Regions from separate parts of the Hordeum vulgare genome. Here all the other regions are linked to region 2. The links are chromatin contacts, called in public Hi-C maps. All regions are on one chromosome and are shown on one strand. Each heading gives the region's core, a stretch centred on a gene start, on an enhancer-like site or on the middle of the called end of the contact. The rest is flanking DNA. Distances are from core to core; before and after follow the strand shown. Region 1 holds the start of LOC123401299 (pentatricopeptide repeat-containing protein At4g36680, mitochondrial-like). Region 2 holds the start of LOC123401425 (probable metal-nicotianamine transporter YSL14). Region 3 holds the start of LOC123401622 (ribosomal RNA-processing protein 14).

Region 1 (4,208 bases), core at 252-2,751, 510 kb before region 2:
GTTGCCAATTTGCAATTTCATATAGTATGGCGAAGAAAGATAAAAAAAAAAAACAGTAGCAATTCTGTTGGAGAATGTTGATTCTGCTAATTTGCAGATGGAATGATGCCAAGTTTCAAAAAAAAAAACGCAGGGTGTTAAGAAAACACATGTTTAACAAGCAATACACCCTTAGACTTCCGTGTTTAAATTTGAGAAATAAATTTTATGTTACCTAAACTTGGTAAGTGAGAGAAAGTAGTCCTGAAACTTTTAGCGACCAAAGAGAGATGCCATGCCAACTTTTACCAAATCAAATCTATCACTTGACTTGGTTAAACTTAAAAAAAACAGGCTTTAAACCCCTTAAAACGTGTCCAGGGGAGCCAATGTTGGCTGGAACTTATTTGACTGGCAAAGCAAGATAGCATGGAAACTCTGGCACAGCTGAACCTGCTATTTGGCATGTGTGGTCGTGTATGTGTGTGTGTGGGAGGGGGGGGGGGGGCAGTAAAATCTGATAATTTCCCGACGGACCAAAATAATTATATAGCATACACATAACAACATCCCAAAATGAGGTTCATATATAACACCGAATAGAGAACATTCTCCAATCTTCATAACTAAAATAATCACCGGGACATGTAACATAACTGACTCAATATTCAGAAGCTCCTAAGCCCGAAGAATTACAAGGCGTCGGCATAAATGTACAAAGACGAAGGGGGGCAGAAATTCAGCACGGATTAATAGAAAACGAAGGGGAGATAGTAAGCAAACAATATGATACTTTGCGTAAATGTACATCGGAGCGCACCTGCTTGCCCCGACAAGCTCTAGCGCGGCCTTCTGGACTGTACTCAGCTCCGATTTGGCGAACCTGTGGTCATACATCCCAAGGAAGTTGTCCCTGAGCGGCGCGCTCGACACCAGCCGCACGCCCCGCCGCTCGGCCTCCTCCACGTCCTTCTCCGCCGGGTCGCCGGGAGCGACGGTCGATCCATCCCCATTGCCCACCACGAGGCTGATGACGGGAAGCGCGAGAAGGCGAGCCCACAGGATGCGCTTGACGGCAGGGCCGAGCGGGAGGCCGGCCGCCTCGAGCGCCCCGCGTAGTGCCGGCCAGAGGTCGGTGACGGGGATTCCGTAGGAGAGGCGGGCGCACACCTCCTCGAGCGCCGCCGAGATGAGCGCGTCCATGCCCCGCAGCTGTTTCGTGTTTCGAGGGGTTAGGGTTTTGACTCTAGCAACATCGGTTCGACACACGATGGGGACTGTGGACTGTGGAGTGTGATGTCGGGGGGGAGGAAGCTTACGCGCTACGACGAGTTGAGAACGTTCGCCGGTGGCCGCGCCGGCGCAGGTGACGGCGAAGGCCGGTGAGAACGCGGTGATGGTTATAGGGAGTTGGACCCGTCGATACGTTCTGGGCTTACGGCCCAGGTAGGCCCAGCCCAACACTGGCCATTTACAAAGCAGACTTCTCTTGTTCTGTACTCTGTACTCTGTGGGTCTGTGTACTCTGTCGCCCAAAACCTAAAACCCCAGACCTTTGCTGTGATCCAATTCCACCCCCGAAAATGGCAGCCCTCGCCTCCCTTCTCCGCCGCCGCCGCCCCGACGTCCTCCTCCGCACGCTCTGCGCCACCACCACTGCGCCCCCGCTCACATCCTCGGCCGCCAAGACCCGCCTCCGTCGCGAGTACGACGCCGACCGCGCCGTCTCCCTCCTCGAGGCCATCGACACCGCCTCCCTCTCCGCCGGCTCTACGCGCCATGCGCTCTCCCTTGCCGCACGCCGCCTCACGCGCGCCGGACGGCTTGCTGATGCCGAGGCGCTCCTCTCCTCCCACATCCCAGCTTCCCCAACAGAGCCGCACCTCTCGGCCATCCTCTGCTCATACGCCTCCGCCGGCCTCCCCGAGAAGGCCCTCGAAGCCTTCCGCTCCGCCGTGCCGTCCCTCCCGTCCCCCATCTCCTCAATGCCCTTCAACGCCCTCCTATCGGCCTTCGTCCGGTGCCGCCGCCACCGCCGCGTCCCTGTCCTCTTCGAGGAGCTCTCCAAGGAGTTCTCCATCACCCCCAACGCCACCTCCTACGCCATACTGGTGAAGGCTCACTGTATGGTCCGCCATGACGCCAAGGCGCACGAAGTGATAGCTCGGATGCGTGAGGAAGGTATCTCGCCGACCACCACCATCTACACCACAATGATCGATTCCATGTATAAGCAGAAGAAGATAGAGGAGGCCCAGACTTTATGGAAGCAGATGCTGGAGAGCGGATGCAAGCCGGACCATGCAACATATAATGTGAAGGCCATGCACCACGGACTCAGTGGCAAGCCGGAAGGTGTTCTCGAGGTTATGGCGGAAATGGAGGCCGATGGAGTAAAGCCAGACACCATCACCTACAATTTCCTCATGACTGGCTATTGCAAAGTTGGGAAGATGGAGGATGCCAAAGCGCTGTACCATTCGCTAGGTGACAAAGGGTGCTCGGCAAATGCAGCCACATATAAGCACATGCTGGCTGAGCTGTTTGCTCATGGCGATTTTGATGCCGCCTTGGAGGTTTTCAGGGAAAGCATGAGCAAGCACAAGGTGCCAGACTTTAAGACAATGAAAGGATTTGTTGAAGGATTAGCAAAGGGAGGCAAGGTGGCTGAGGCGAAGGAGATTATTTACGTGGTGAAGAAGAAGTTCCCTGATAATATGCTGTCTGGGTGGAAGAAGCTGGAAAAGGAACTTGGGTTCGGCTCAGATAACGGAGATACAACCCTTCACGCAGAATGTACAGCTGAAGAACCAGTATCTGAGGCTGAGCCTGCTACCACTGAGCCACTTGAACTCAAAGATTCTGCTGCTGAGGAAACGGGTGTGTCAGAAGAATCTGATGATGATGAAACGCCTTCACCTGAGACATCCACTGATGAGGAAGTGCCGCGGGGTCCTGCTTAATTGAAGAATACTGTGTTTCAGTTTGGTTAGAATGTTTGAATTGAGCGCATTCTTAGCATTGAAGAATCGTTAATGCTGCTTTGGGGAGAGGTAAGCACTAGGCCATTCTGGATAAGGACTCTTGGTTGCTAACGTGAATAAGTTGTAGGATTATGTCACTTCGGAATTAAGAGTTGGCTGTTACTGTGAGCAGTGTGCACGATGTTAGGAGATATTGTTCTGGTGATACTTGTCTTTAATTAAAATCATTGGGCATTGCCATTTTTGTTGTTATTATGGTTTTGTGTATCCAAGTTTACTTTGTATCAATAGTACTATGGATGTCTGAATTATTATTAGCACAGAGTGTGCAGTGAGACCAGCACCAGTGCAAGTGAGTGAAGTGACCGCTTCACACCATTAACAGTGTTGGTGATGGTACTTTTATCTTCTCATATCACGGAGTAAGAAGAGTTGGGTTCCTGCTTTGCTTCCATGAACTACCTGTGGTAATAAGAAAACTGCATTGCAGATGGTCTAATGTTTTGGAGTTTTGTGTAGTAAGTTAGTATTTCAGGAATCTGCAGCTGTCAGGTTTACCAAATTCTGTAAATACCTCGTGATCAAAGAGCCCAAGAAGTATTGTAATGCACATTTTCAATGTAACTCTTGTCTTGCGATGGCATTGCATAATTAGAAGAACGGTAAAATGGGAATAACTTGGTAATTTGGGCACTCGGCATTTGTTTTTAAACAGCTAAATATTATACCAAATACTTTCTGGAAGATCAGCAAGACATTAGGGACAGAAAGTGACGAATCCAGATATCCTATTTTGCAGGTGAACTGATACCAGCACCGATTCACGGTTAATGATGTTGGTGTTAGTTTAACATCGGCATTGTAGGAGATTGTATGCCTTTAGTGTCTGGTTAGTGGTAATCTATTTGTGTGTGTTTTTCTTAATACAGTGTTAGTTCTATGTTAACCTTCTTTTAGGTAATAATAGCTGCTTCAGGATTTTCTTTGTAGCAAACCCCAAAAATATAAATAGGTGTATTTGCACATGAAGTTGCTCTGGTTTAGTCCAAAAAAATTAAGTAGCATGGTATCCTAAAATATGGCCTGCCTTGTAGAGTTTACTCCCGTTCATTTACTTGTTCTTCCATAATAACAGAATTGATGTCAAGTTAGACTTTGTGTTTCTTGTAATTTAAAGATTGGATGTGGAATATGGAATTCGGGTACGACAGCTGTTGAACTGAAAACAATCTGTTAGAAATAGGC
Region 2 (4,757 bases), core at 631-3,130:
CACTTTCTCGATTGTCCGTTAGCAAGATTACTATGGCGGACAATACATATAACTTCTAATGTTAATCTCCCAACGAGCATAAACACATTATTTGGGACGTGGATAAATAAAGTTGACATTCATAGCAAAACATATTCACATAGGGATGCACTATTTTACGCTATATGGAACACCAGAAATGACCTGATTTTAATGCGATAAACTTTTTTTTTGCAAGTTATCTACAAAGCTACAATTTGAATCTATATGTGATCGTTATTTAGTCATGTGAACTCCATGAAGCTTTTAAATATTGGATACAACCGTTAGGAGACGACAACACGAGCTATCTTCAGCCGATTTCGATGACGAGTTAATAATAAGCTAGATGTATATGCATCATATCATGTATTTTTATCACCGAATGTGGCACCTTTGTTTTATATTTTTTGATTTGCATTCAGTTTACAAGCTGCTTGTGGATCTAAGACATTGTCACGTTATTTATTAATAATATGCCTGCATATGTAACAATTGATCATACAACACACGTCTCCCTCCCTCCCTCTCAACCCTAGCCGCCCCCTCCCCCTCCCTTCCTCGCCGCCGCTTGAGGCAGCCGTCGGGCAAGCCCGGGGCACCAAGGATGGTGGCGACGGGGCCTAGGTTGCCCTGCCTCTGCGTGAGGAGCCCCAGATCTGGAACGGCGGCTCCATTGGCGAGGCACGACAAGCTAGCAATCGTGCGGGCGGTGGATCTGGCGTCTCGGCCGCACGGGCGGCGGGATCCGGTGGTCGTTGGCGTCCGTCGGCGGCTTTTGCGGTGGCCGGTGCACGCAATCTGGCGCCTCCCCTCCTCCCTTGTTCGGCGTGCGAGCCAGCCTGGTCGGGTCGCGCTTCCTTGGGTCGCCGGTTTTGTACAGGAGGCGATGTTGGTGGCGGGGATCTAGTTCAGGTGAATTCCCTGGTCGGCCATGGCCGGCCGCGTCGATGGCGACGCCCGAGGGCGTCGTTCCCCTCCTTGGAGGCGTCGGTATGCACTGATCCCCTCACTTCCCCTTCCCCTAGGTCTCCCGGGCGAAAGCCTTAAGTTTGTTGGACGGCGGCGGCGCTCACAGCGTCGTTCCCTTTTTGAAGGCGCCGCTTTGGGAACCTTGGGCTGGTTGGCGGTTGTGGGTGGCGGGCGACAGCGGTGGTGCGGCCCTATCCTAGCATGGATCTTCGTCCGTTGCTTGGAGATGGACTGCGTAGATGAAGGTCGTCGTTTGGCGTCATGGTGGCGTCGATGGCGGAGGCACCTGCCAAGGCTGGTACCTCAACCTGATGTGAAGATGGACTAGTGGAAGATGGCGACGACGATATATGTGAGTGCGTCGGACCGGATTGTGCCCCGGACCCGGTATGTGGCTCGGTCAGGGTCTCCAGCTTTAAATGTTAGGCTTAGGTGAGAGGTCTGGGTATTTGATCCAGCTTGCACCCCTTCATCATATGGATATGAGTAGCGGTAGATGTTGTCAAGATGACGGATTCAGGTATGTGGTTCGATCAGGGTCTCCAGCTTTAGATGTTAGGCTTAGATGAAAGGTCTGGTTATTTGGTACAGCTTGGACCCCTTCATCATATGGATAAGAGTAGCAGTAGATGTTGTCAAGATAACGGATTCATGCATATTATTGTATGCTTTGTAAGATATTCGTAAAATGGCCGCATGCATCTTATAGATGCAGAGGTTGAAGGTCATCCTCCTTTTTAAAGGAAAAAAAGTAACGATTGATGCAGAGTGCCGCGGCTTTCCTTTTTTTTTTAGAAAAAAGAAAGCGTCCGTCGCTGTAGCGCTATATCGTGGAAGGAAGGAGTTCGATAAGAAACGGTGCGTGTGGTTCGGCCGGCCCATACATCGTGGAGACGACCACAAATCATTTGCCTCTGCTCCTGGCGCACAAATGATCCTGCGCCGTCCGATCCCATCGCGACGGTCTCAAAGCACCTCGGGGGACACCACCCCCACGGCACAGCACCCGCTGCTGCACGGGCCACACCCCCAATAAATATTGCCCAGCACAGCGCAGCACACAGCTCACGCCTGACGCCGGGGCCGGGCCGTAGCCATCGCCCAAGCATTTTTCTCTCCACCACCACCACCACGCCAACGGAACGAGCACCACTGCGAGACGCCGAGTCCAAGCGCCAATGGCCACGCGCACCACCCACGGCGCCGCCGGGGACGACGACGTGGCGGAGGCGGCGGGGACCACGGGCCCCACGCTCCGCCACCGCCACGCGGGCAAGGGCGCGGAGGAGGCCGGCAATGGCGGAGCCAGCCCCGAGGACGCCTCGGTGGAGCAGGTGTTCGCGGACAAGGCGGTGCCGTCGTGGAGGGAGCAGCTCACGCTGCGGGCCTTGGTCGTCAGCGCGCTGCTCGCCGTCATGTTCAGCGTCATCGTCATGAAGCTCAACCTCACCACGGGGATCATCCCCTCGCTCAACGTCTCCGCGGGACTGCTCGGCTTCTTCTTCGTTCGCCTTTGGACCTCCGCCTTCGAGCGGATGGGCCTCATCGGCCAGCCCTTCACCAGGCAGGAGAACACCGTCATCCAGACCTGCGTCGTCTCCGCCTACGGCATCGCCTTCAGCGGTAACCTCCCCAACCTTCGAGTTCGAGCTCCTCAGTTACAGTTACAATTCAAGCGTGCTAGGAACATTGTTTTTGCGTTTGAGCGTCGGCTTTCCTTGGACGCCTCAATTTATGTGTCATCCATTCGTCTAGTTGACCAGTAGACGAATCCATTTCGTTCGTGCCATGGTAGATAAGGAGGAGCACGATACAGATCTGGGCTCCTGGAGGTAGAGGTGGGCATAACGTTTTGCAATAGTGGGTTGGTGGCTTGGGACGAATCCATTGTTTCTTTTGCCCCGAAGAAAAAAATACGAGCCAATCGCATTCAAATCCTCCAAAGTAGGCTTATGATGAGAGCAAGGATAGGGAAAGGACAGCATAAGAAACTTCTTGGATTCGGACTTGTGGTTTAATAGGTGTGTTAGGTGGACTGCAGTGTGCCTTTCGTTTTCCCAATCTTCCGAAATAGCTGTTGGAGACGATGGTCCTTGCGTGCACCTGATTGAACTGTGTTATCTATGACGAAATTAGGGACCATTTTTGGTTGGTTCATTAGGTGAATGAGTGAACCAACTAGGTGTAATGGTCAACAAACATCTTTTGAACTTTGGGCGCTGGTGATAAGGATGGAGAAGCAAATTACAGCTAGTGTTATGGACAAGCTGAAAATGGAGGAGCGTGCTTGGTTTGACTTCTCACCTTAAAATAGATAGATGCACGGCTCATTGTTTTCTAGTATTTGTCTATGATAGACGTGACTCATGCATGTGAAGCATCGAGTCCGCATGAACATAAACTACTAGCATGGCCCGTGGGTTTATTTCGGAACCATGTTACATGTACGTTCAAGCTTATATGGGAATACTTTCATGTGATAGTCACTTGTTTCACAGACTTGAGAGTGCCCGCAACAGTGCATATGCGTCGCTGATTTTAAAATTCACAGCAAATGACCGTTGTTCCTAAGTTGATCTATGTGTGAATTCTTATCAGCAGCTTTACATATGTTTCTGTTTCTCTTGCAACTGTACCAGATAGGAATTTCCAGGATGGTGAGCGGTGATTTACTGATTATCTATGTTTCAAATTGGTCATGTGATGATTCCCAAAAATATATGATCATAGGATGAGGAAATCATTCGATGCATGAAACCAACTGCTTGATTAATTTATGTACTTGTGGAAAGCACATTAGCACATAACCCTGTTTACCTTTGCTGATCGATCTGCCTGCCCTGTGAAACTGTACTCGCTAGTATGTCATTATGCACGAACAAATAAATTTGGCTAATTCCCATCCTTATTATTTGTTACGATTGGTCAGGTGGGTTTGGCAGTTATCTGTTCGGAATGAGTGACACAATAGCTAAGCAAGCAACAGAGGCTAATGATGCTTGGAACATCAAGGAACCTCACCTCGGATGGATGATAGGCTTTCTTTTCCTCGTCAGCTTTATTGGGATTTTTGCACTTGTGCCCATGAGAAAAGTAAGACCTTCAACATGTTTCTCCCTTATTTCTTACTAAATAACTGTATACAAGCAAACTTTGTTCTCATCAGCTGAGTTGCTCTTCCAGATCATGATTGTCGACTACAAACTGACCTATCCAAGTGGCACAGCAACTGCTTATCTCATCAATGGTTTTCACACACCTGAGGGTGCCAAGCTTGCAAAGTATGTTGATACAGTTCTGTTCTCTACTGCTTACACAAGTGTCAAAAAACTTTGCTAACAGCAGTGACCATCTTATCTCAGGAAGCAAGTGAAGATATTGGGCAGGTACTTTATGGTTAGCTTTTTCTGGGGCTTTTTCCAATGGTTCTTCAGTGGTGGCGATGACTGCGGTTTCAAGAACTTCCCAACATTAGGCCTTGAAGCTTACAAGAATAGGTCAGTAATGGCATTATCTTGGTTCTGCTGACAGCATTGATAATGATTTGCCCAATATCTGGAAATAACTTAACTAGTATATCTACAGAAAAGTCTACATCTTGCTACACTATGTTTTTCTTCTATAGTCATGGCGGAAATTATTTATATTTATTTACCGGTTGCAAGATAATATCTAGTGTCTTAGCATTTGCTTACTGTAGTTCCAAGGCAGTCTCCTATACTGAACCTAACTTATGTCTTCCAGGTTCTACTTTGATTTCTCTCCTA
Region 3 (4,492 bases), core at 1,984-4,483, 380 kb before region 2:
ATTAATAGGAGTAATTGCTTTCGTGCCTTAAACCTTGTCTAATTTGGAAACGCACGCAAGTTTAACTGTGCCTTCTAAACCGTGACGGAAGGAGTAGTGTAAAACAACCTTTTTCCACGACAAACGAAACTTATGTACAACTGGCAAGCAATAAGCAATGAACAATGATGAGAGGGAATAACGAGGAACAATTTCACTATTTAAAACGCATTGATGAATAGAGCAAAACCATGCCTAAAAAGAACCAGGTTCAGACACCTTCAGATGATATCAACGAAGCAGCAGTATGCTGAGGAGCAAAGATAAAACTTCATGTTACGCCATTATAATTGTCACTGAAACGGAAAGAAGGAAGCTCCCTCAAAAAAAAAAAAGGAAGCACTTCAATGTTAAATTTTGTCCAGCGGGCAACACAGGGTAACAGATTTAGATTCAGACTTCCAGGTTTAGCCATCCACAAAGTAAGTAGCCTTCAGGCTCAGTTGAAAGCTCTGAGCCGGAAGAACCACAAGATTACATAAAATCCACGACTCTAAATTTCTGTAAGTCGATGGCGCGTCATAGCCAACGATCTAGCACCAAGACAGGAAATATAGACAGTTGAAGCAAGATAGGACCCTTGTCTTTTATGGCATCATAAACCAACAGGCATGGAGATGCAAAATTAGCATACTGCTCCTACAACATAGAGCACTGCTAGTTTTTCCTTTAGAACAATCCGCTATTATTTCAGAATGATATTGATATCAATATACCATCTCTCACATGGAAAAAATGCTACGAAATCATAATCCAGTCCAAACAGTCTCAGTAATCCTCGGCTATAAAGGCAGAGAAAAACAGTACCATGAACAATACAGCTAGGAGTCTAGAACAAGAACGCTTCTAGCGCCAAATCAACCACATTCTGAAACTTATCATCTTTAGAGCCAGAGATCACACAGGAATAAAGTAATCTAACAGAAGATGAATGCCATGTAGCCTGTTCAAGTGATAACTAAAAGGAGACATCTTGCATAGGGTAGACAGCAATCAGCAATCTGAAAGAACCTCAGGGGAAGTGTTCGTTAAGAACCTCGATGGATGCGCACTAAGCCGCATCTACATTCCATCAATCCTCCCTCGTCCGCCACGATTCATATATATCTCTCAAAACTTCTCGTCGAACAGAAAGAATATCTTCTGGAGAGAGATGATCCTAACCTTGCATTCCAGGTACATGTATCTTGTGTGTGTGTGTGTGTGTGTGACAACAGAAATGTACACATTCAAGAAAATGGAAGGCAACAAGTACATCACCCTTGACAACGGTGGAAACAAATGAATAAACACAAAGGTATACATGTGGCCTAACCAACAAGGCTGCAAACTAATCTAGGATAACTGCGGAGAGTAAACCAACAAATCAGCATCCTGCAGTATAACTCAACGCCATAATACGGACCGTACATTAACTACAGTAAGCTTGCAAAGTAGTAAGCTTGATATACAATATTGACATGTAGCTTATGCATAACATGATCAGATGTGGGCATTGTGGATTCCAGTTTACCAATCAAAGAAGAATTCAGAGAAGCCTATACCTAGAACATCTTTACTGATGCATAATTTGATATAACTAATCCATCAGGCCACTGCTAGGAATAACAAAGAAAAGAACGACATCCATTGAAGCATCATTAGCATTTCCTCGGACAGTGGACATAAAAGAACATTAATATTTCCTCGGTCTAGTGCTAGAGATAGCTATGAAGCTAGACATAAAAGTTTGTTCCTCAACAATTTAATCTAAGCTCAATGAAAACACATCAAAAGGAATATCTCAAAATCTTTTTCAGATGACCTGCCAAACATTCGACCTTCCAGCTATAATTAAGTATGGTAGTCATGATCTGGATACCTATTTCCAGTACCAACACCAACACCAACATATGCAACCTTACAAACATAAAGCAGACACAGTACTCACTCATCATCATCTTCAATGTAGATGTCACTCGTTGACATAACCTTCCTTGCGCCCCTCGAAACCAGGGCGCATAAGCTTCTTCTCGCGCTTCTCTATTTTGCGCGCCTTCTTCTCCTCTGCCCGGCCCTGGATGTTCTCCTTCCGCTTATTCTGCTTCTGCTTCTTCTTGATGTCCACGGTCCTCTGCCTGTCCTTCCACTCATCTGCGTGCTTCTGCTGCCTCTTCTTATCCTTCTTCATGCTCTCTTTAATCAACTTGGGGTTGTCGTGCACCTTCTCCCCAGCTGCGCGCCTTGTTGCCACATCCCAGGCCATCTTGGTGGCCTTTTTAGGATCCTCCTTTGCCCGCTGCATCCGCTTAGCCTGCTCCAGCTCCTTCTTCTTGTTCTTGACCCTCCTCTTCTTCCTCCGCCTTGCTTCCTTTGGATCGACCAACACATTGCCATACATGATATCTGGTGCCTTCTCTTCCCCTTCCTTCTTGTGCTTCTTCCCATCCTTACCCTCTGTGTCATCCTCACGCTTCCGCTTTGTACCATCCTCCTTCCCCTTCAATTTAGCACCCTTTGCCTTCTTACCCTTCTCCTTCTGGGGCTTATTCAGGAACTCTGGCCTGGTGCACCGGTTCCCACGAAGCTCTGTAATGCGGCGATGAAGCCGCTCTCGCAGCTCCTCGTAAGTCACCGATCGGTCTTCAGAAACAACTGCTGCTGGGGCGATCTGCATCTCCTCCTCCTCATCCTCTTCCTCCTCTTCTTCATCTCCCTCTTCGTTGTCCTGGTCGTCGTCGCCACCCTCTGAGGTGGCCTCGTCGTCGGACTCCTGGCTTTCGTCTTGTGACTTATCCTCCTCCTCTTCCTTCTTCTCCTCCGCCTCTTGGTCGGCAACGGACTTCTTGAGAAGGTCGAGGGTGGAGGAAGGCGGCCCCGCGGGGTCGAGGCGGGCTCGGCGGGCAGCCTTGATATTGGCGCGGGACTGAGCCTTCATGGCCGCCTTGGCGGCCTTGGAGAGGCCTTGGTAGTAGGGGCGAACGTCATCGTCGGCGGAGAGGTAGAAGCGCGGGGGTATAAGCTGCACGAGGGCGTCGAAGAACATGGAGTGCCCATGGATACCGTCGCAGTCAGCTGCTGCTGCTAGGAGCTCGGCGGCCTTGGCGCTGGCAACGGCGGAATCGTGGTCGGCAGCCGCAGCGGCGGCGGCGGCGGCGGCGGAGGCCGAGGGTTTCCTGCCCATTGCGGTAAGCGTTTGGAGGGTTTCAGCGATGGAGGGGTTTGCTGTCTCTGGCCTTCAAGGGGTCTATATTATGGCTGCAATTGTGCTTTTAGTTTGATGGGCCATACTGGGCTTCTAATGACCAACTACGGCGTAAGGGGTGAGAGCGCGAGGCCCTTCCTTCCGTCTGAACCCACTCTTTCCAAATCAACTAACTAAGAGCAATGACCGTAATATAAAAGTAAAAATAAAAACTGTTTACAGTTTCGATAAAAAAAGACGTCTAGCAGATCCTCAAAACTCGTTCGGCCCTTAAATTTTTTATGAAAGGGCACTGAATATCCATTCACGAAAATTTTATATGTACATATTCGAAGACAGTATACAGTTTAACACGTAGACCGGTCAAACTTCGTGAGAGCACACGGGTCGCCGCAGAACTGGCCGCAATCTACCCGGAACTCAAGGGAATCCATCGCCGCATATCTGAAGAAGCCATAGCACGCCAGAATTTGCCGCCGCCGGTTCGACTTGCGGCCGGCTCGACCTCCATTATCGAGGCGAGGCCGTCGACGGGCAGGGCGGAGCAGGCCACCGGCGGCCCGAATCAGAGCGGGCGGGGAGAGAGGGGCACACGCTGATAGAGGCGAAGTTGTCCCTGTCTTTCGATGAGATGGTGGTTATCGGTTTTGGTGGAGTAGACTTTGACGATCCGACTACGAACATGTGACGACGTCCCGCCTTAGCAATCGATAAATCAACTCCGAGAGGTTATTGACCAGGCCGGAGCACGATCAACCTAACCACAAGGGTATGTTTCCTGCACGCAAACGAAGAACAAGCAAGACTCTAAGATTGCAATCTGGATATTGTGAAAATAGTAGGAAAGCTTTATTGATGAAAATGAGGTTCTATGATGCCTTTGTCTCGTCATGGAACACAAACGAAGAACGCGAAGTTGCAGCTATGGCGAACTTGTAATCTAAACAAAACTCAAGTCTAAACGGCGCCCTAAGGGTTGTATATATGGGGGGAATAGAGGAGGAATTTTGTGACCCCTTGGAGGAGGGGTCCGAAATCGACCCTAACTCAGTTTCCCCACACATATGAACTATAAAATTAGCCTATAATATGGTATTTCGAAATTACATGGGCCTGGCCCAAAAATAAGGTGGTGTGGCATCTATAATAGCCTATGGACAAAATTTATAAAGTGGTGTCTGGAATATTTCGTCCAAGCCTTCATGCTCTCCTTATGGTGGCTTTAAAGTGCGAAAATCACTAGTGGAAGCTTCATTGTTCTTTCCCGCG

What was found. Hi-C and Micro-C count contacts between places; a contact is called where the count stands out from the background.
Region 1: a Hi-C map of seedling shows a contact between it and region 2, with 4 times the contacts expected there. The contact joins the promoter of LOC123401299 here to the promoter of LOC123401425 in region 2. A contact is called at or near these places in 1 of 6 Hi-C or Micro-C datasets (seedling) and 1 of 1 datasets of contacts at active chromatin or transcription factors (embryo).
Region 3: a contact with region 2 is called in a Hi-C map of seedling, with 4 times the contacts expected there. The contact joins the promoter of LOC123401622 here to the promoter of LOC123401425 in region 2. A contact is called at or near these places in 3 of 6 Hi-C or Micro-C datasets (leaf and seedling) and 1 of 1 datasets of contacts at active chromatin or transcription factors (embryo).

The regions. Positions count from the first base shown.
Region 1 is chr6H:383,835,285-383,839,492 of MorexV3_pseudomolecules_assembly, forward strand. LOC123401299 (pentatricopeptide repeat-containing protein At4g36680, mitochondrial-like) reads left to right here and starts at 1,502. Exons shown (of 1, transcript XM_045095074.1): 1 at 1,502-3,215. The coding sequence starts at 1,563. The coding sequence ends at 2,942. LOC123401298 reads right to left here and starts at 1,355. Exons shown (of 18, transcript XM_045095072.1): 1 at 800-1,355. The coding sequence starts at 1,182.
Region 2 is chr6H:384,340,575-384,345,331 of MorexV3_pseudomolecules_assembly, forward strand. It overlaps LOC123401425 (probable metal-nicotianamine transporter YSL14), which reads left to right and starts at 1,881. Exons shown (of 6, transcript XM_045095224.1): 1 at 1,881-2,613; 2 at 3,920-4,083; 3 at 4,174-4,271; 4 at 4,353-4,487; 5 at 4,735-4,757. The coding sequence starts at 2,169.
Region 3 is chr6H:383,959,259-383,963,750 of MorexV3_pseudomolecules_assembly, forward strand. LOC123401622 (ribosomal RNA-processing protein 14) reads right to left here and starts at 3,234. Exons shown (of 1, transcript XM_045095457.1): 1 at 1,665-3,234. The coding sequence starts at 3,202. The coding sequence ends at 1,994.